2 separate regions of the Bicyclus anynana genome follow, and region 1 is linked to region 2. The links are chromatin contacts, called in public Hi-C maps. All regions are on one chromosome and are shown on one strand. Each heading gives the region's core, a stretch centred on a gene start, on an enhancer-like site or on the middle of the called end of the contact. The rest is flanking DNA. Distances are from core to core; before and after follow the strand shown. Region 1 overlaps LOC112047515. Region 2 holds the start of LOC112047515.

Region 1 (2,796 bases), core at 145-2,644, 130 kb before region 2:
TATCACATTAAGACCATAACTTTCTGATATACTTAATGAATATCCAAATCGGATCAGTAGTCTTAAAAAAATCACGGTTGTAGGTAGATACACCTACCTACATTTTCTTTATTTGAAGTTGGTAAAAAAGTTACAAAACTTTATTAATATAAACATTTATTTAATAAAAAGATATCAACACTTCTATTTCTAGATTTTTAAATAAATAAACATGCATGGAGTGAATGAGTGATCGATTTGAATGAAGAATTTGACTAAACTTGAACATAAAATGTACGATTTTCAAATTAACGCCACCTACCTTATCTCCATCGAACTTCTCAGGTTCGTCGCTACACGCTCGCACATCGCGTCTCTCTTTCGAACCGCGTCGCATTAACAACGGAGTTTGCGGGGGCGACACTAGCGCCACGCTGTTCCTCGCGCTGCCAGGCGGCGACTTTATGAACTCGATCTTCCCACCCTCCATACAAATGTTCGGTGTCAAGGGATACATTGGCGACATTGCAACGTTCGCGTTTGCTAAGTGATTGTACATTTGGTTGTCTTCCAGAGGGAGGGACTTTGGTTTGTTCTTCTTACGATAGGTGGAGTCGTAAGCTAGTACTTGAGCTTTTTGCTCCGGGTGGATTTGTCGGACCTTCCCGGGAGGTCGGTCGGGCGGTTCTGGAGAGACGCTGCCATCTGTCCCCGGGCTTTCATTTCTTTCATTGTTTGATATTCTGAAACAAAAAAAATATTATTATTAACTAGCAGAAACTCACTTTTTCACCCGCTTAGTTCCATATTCCCATTGTATTCCCATGGGAATACGGGGATAAATACAGTATTTATCCTCCCTGACAATGTAGTTTTATATTGGCGAAAGAATTCAAATTGGTCCAGTAGTTTTTAAGTTTATTGTTACAAACAAAAATACAAAACTTTATAATTAAAATTCGTTTTCATAAAAACAGAAAAGCTTTAGTTTCAGGAAATACTGTTACACTGAATACAACATGGCGCCACTGTTCGATGAAAACAAACTTCCCTAGTTGCCACTAGATGGCGCTGATCGCATACCATCAATTAAAATTTGACATTTTATTTTTTATTTTAATAAATAAATGTTAAAAAACGAAAAAAAATAGCAATCCTAACTAACAAAAGTACAAAGAATTTAATAAAAACAAAAAATGTTGAACTTTTCAGATAGTTTACGATAAAAATAGGAAAGTTCTAACTCACGCTATCGAAATGTTTAACGCTCTGAAGTATATATACTGGCGGACCGGTACTACGGTTGGAAGTGTATTCTTTAGTGTGATGCCACTACTGTTTAGATCACTAGCTCTCGTTAGAAGGTCTATAGCACGTGACGTCACGCGCTCGTTAGGCGACGCTCCTTGTAACGTGCGCTGCGGACGATCGCCCGCGCGGCTGCGACGGACCGGCGGCGCACATTCCTTGGGCGGCCTCTATAAACCTTACGCGGTTTTAGTTAACTCGTTAGCTTAGCTCCGGTTTAATATTCGAGCACTTCTATATCATGGCGGCGAGAACACACTCGAATGCCAGTTTTTTGCACTTTGTATACATGAATACAAACAAAATGTTGATGTTACATTTAACCTTTTTACACACAAAATTAATTTTGTACCTGAAAACGCAATATTATCTACCTACACCTTTTCAAAAACTACCTATAAGTACGGAATGGCATCTTACTACGTGTTTTCTATTTGACGCAATTTTTACGGGATTTACATTTTATCGTTAGTAGGTACTTACCTACTAAGGACTATATTAATTTTGCATCTATCTAAAAAATATCAAACAAAACCATTTTCAGAAGCAATCAGTAGATACAGTATCCGTTTACATAGCATTTAGGTACTAGACACTCTAAGTAGGTACCTATCTACCTACCTTGAACATAGATAGATACCTACCTACATAGCATAGCATAGGTATGAAAAAGATATAATACGTACGTATTTATTTATTTTATTTTAAATGGGAAAACCTATAGGTATACTTCCATTTAAAATAAAATAAATAAATAGGTAAGTACCTAACTTCTAACAAGATGAAAAAATTATGCACACGAAAACAATAGGAACTCAAACACCTAGGTACATGGTATGTACGTAAGTTAGGTATGAAAACCCTTTACGCGTTCTAAAAACCCAACCGTCAAGCTAACAAAACAACTACAAAACAATCCCTAAAATTCCCAACTGTTTCGTTTGACAATTTTTAAGCAAACAAGCAAAAACTGTCACCCAGAAACCCACAAACGTAATCCAGGTAAGCTCAAAAGGCGAGTTGACACGTTTATCTAGGCTACTGGTGTTTATTTTAACTTATCTTGTGTCAACATGTGCCACTGTTTTCTTTAGTTTTAAAAATACTATTTTGGAACATATTTGGCTCCATATTTTAATGAAAAGTATTTTGAAAATAACAGGGCATTGCTCTTGTGGGAAAGAACGCCACTGTTTTCTTTAGATTATAAAATACTATTTTTGGAACATATTTGGCTCCATATTTTAATGAAAAGTATTTTATAGCAAGGCACCACTACAGGGTATTGTAGCATTTGTATAGCCAACATAATATTGTGCTAGTTGATCGCCAAGTCCGCTGTGCTAACATAATTGTTTGATATATTAAATAATAATTAAACAGATACGTAGGCGCTAGCTTTGATATTTTAACTAATACTTTTCCACATGCCTATAATCTAGTTAAAGCTGAAAAGGAAAAGTATTGAAGTAAATCGCTTCGCGGTACGACTTCGCCGGTAGGGTGGTA
Region 2 (2,780 bases), core at 135-2,634:
AACAAAAAAAATGATGATTTAAAATTATCGTATTGTGTTCGCTCGATGTGTGTATCAAATAAAAAGTTGAATTTTAATTATGAACTTTATTGCATTGAGATAAAACATAAGTAAAAAGTCACAAAGATGTCAAACCTACTGCTTACTAGTCACATACCTACTTAACATATGCCTCCACACCTGTTCCCAAAATATGCAGTCGCCTTCTGCTACTAAGTAGTCATTCCGTTATGGAATTGTTTATAGAAAACGACTACTCGCGACCAAGTAGGTAGAGATAGCTTAGCTTGCTTCCATCTAGATTGCATCATCACTTACCATTAGGTGAGAATGTAGTCAAGGGCTAACTTGTAAATAACTAATTAATTATTAAATTAGATAGGTTTTTTAGAAAGAGTCAAGATAAAGATAAGTAACTATGATTTTTACATAAAGACTAACTAAGTTATTGCTTGTGAAAATATGTATGTGCTTTATTTTAAAAATAATTATGTACTTGACGGCCAGTATATAATACTAGCGGACGCCCGCGTCTTCGTCTGCGTGCAAATCAATGTAAAACTTCACCACTTTAAGGGTTGAATTTTAAAAATTCTTGTATCACATTATACTTTGTATTTTTTTATGGTTTATCAACAAATTTTAAAACGGTAACTCTAAAAATTAAGGACTTTCCATACAAACTTTTGACCCCTATTTCACCCCCTTTAATTTTAATTTTAGAGTCAAAAAGTATCTTATATTTGCTCTAAGATCCCATTTACCATTATACCAAAATTCATCTTGATCGGTTCAGCAGTTAAAAAGGTAACAGACAGACAGACAGACTTTCGCCTTTAAAATTTTATTATAGATTTATTACATTTTCATATTACATACAGTTTCTAAAAGGTACTTAATTAATTAAATTAATCTGAGCTTCTGAGCAAAAAAGTAATAAGCATACCTTTTAGGTTTCCATTTCTTCATCAAAACACCAAACATATCGGCGATATTACGAAACCTTAGATCCCAAAACAAACAGAAACCACTTCACAAACACCCACACTGTACAATCTATTACCACCACTAAACACCTAAATATCTAAATCACCTAGTTACAGATCACAACAAATAATTGCACTATTATCTTATCTATCTATACTACATACTTTAGGTCATACGAAAATACCCTATTGACCTAGACAAAAGCTTTCAACATTGATGTTATAATCGATAATACACCAAAGGTTGGACTCGATTGCACCAAATTGTACCCAAATAATAATCCTTTATTAATCTATCATCCAATTTGATAATAATTAATTTGTAATCGATCAATTGTTCGTAATCGATTTACAAATGCATTTTAATCGTTTAATTACACACGTCCGCCTTAATTCAGCGCCTGAAGTGGACTGAATTGGAATCAAGCATATATAATCGGGTATTTTCCTCGAGTTTTACTCAAGTTGGTCGACTTGTTGGTCGATTAGTTCGCACTTGGTCTTCAGGTGTTCGGAAACGGATATGGAAGGCCGATCAGCTGTGCGTTTGGCGCCATTTTGAGCAGCCTTCAGCGCCATCTAGAGATGACCTTGAATTTGTGGAAAATGGAAAATTTCTTGCGCTGTCATAAACTGAAACATAATGGAATGAAGTCTGAAAGAATGAAGTCCGATGAATGAAACGTTTTTTCAAGCCTTCACATCTTTTAAGCACTGTTTTAAAAAGAAAATAGCTTTTGTAGATAGAAGGTAGATTAAGCTTCGTATGGAGCTTACTTACATAGAAAATTAACGTAAAAAATCGACTTAAATTACGTTTAGTTAGTGAAATAAATAATAAATTTATTTTTAATATAGTAAATTAGTCTTCGTGTGTATTTGAGAAGATATTTTAAAACAAACTTTGGTGTACTTTTAACCAGTCACAATTTTAAAGACCAAAAAACCAAAACCTCGTTGAAATAGAACAATTCCATTTACCTATTCATAATATTAAGTGTAGATTGTGTGATTATTATACACCTAATTTTATTCAAATAAAAACGCCATCTAAAAATGGCTACAAAAATTAACAGTTAAACCTAGTATAAATATAAAATCCTATAATGTTATTCAACGAATTATAATAATAATTTAATTATTAAAATTCCCTGGGCAACATAATAGGCTAGTTGCTGAATTAATTCGCAATTAAACTTTAATACACGGCAGCTGGTCTTAATAGCCAGTCATTGGCACCAGACCATAGGATATTGTCTTGTATTTACCGCTCTAGTAGTTCTGTTACTATGTAAGCAGATGGAATGATTGGATGGAGACCCCCCGCGGTTTCACCCCCGTAGTTCACGTTTCCGTGAGAACGCGGAAATAAAATATGGCCTATTTTAATTGCTGATAATGTAGCTTTTCATTGGTGAAGGAATTTTTGAAATTGGTTTAGCTGTTTAGCTGTGAAAGCGTAACAAACAAATAAATGAACATGATTAAGTAACCAAAGTAGTATTTCGCCCACGTGTGAACGTCGGCTGGAAATTCTCTTCCCACTGAGAAAAATTAAGTGGTCTTACAGAAAATTTCTCTTCATAATTTTTTGTTTTAACAAATTTTGCGAACACCGAACCCCCTTGTAACAGAATAAAAGAGTAAAACCACCACTAACAAACAGATTTGACTATTCAAAATAGCTTGAAAACCTGTTTGAAATAAAGGAACGAAAAAAAACATTTTAAATTTTACTCAGTGCATACCATGATGGAAATATTTAAGCACGCCACTGTGCATAATCTATTCTCC

Evidence for each region. Hi-C and Micro-C count contacts between places; a contact is called where the count stands out from the background.
Region 1: a Hi-C map of whole body shows a contact between it and region 2, with 2.3 times the contacts expected there. The contact joins the enhancer-like site here to the promoter of LOC112047515 in region 2. A contact is called at or near these places in 2 of 2 Hi-C or Micro-C datasets (whole body and whole larva).

What each region holds. Positions count from the first base shown.
Region 1 is chr5:2,284,574-2,287,369 of ilBicAnyn1.1, reverse strand. It overlaps LOC112047515, which reads right to left. Exons shown (of 13, transcript XM_052881718.1): 2 at 302-722. Among protein-coding and RNA genes, the nearest start is that of LOC128198111, 92 kb to the left of the region's middle. Within about 2 kb of position 1,394, at least 8 of the 8 cell types and tissues checked have open chromatin away from gene starts, as enhancers often do.
Region 2 is chr5:2,156,565-2,159,344 of ilBicAnyn1.1, reverse strand. LOC112047515 reads right to left here and starts at 1,384. Exons shown (of 13, transcript XM_052881718.1): 1 at 947-1,384. The coding sequence starts at 984.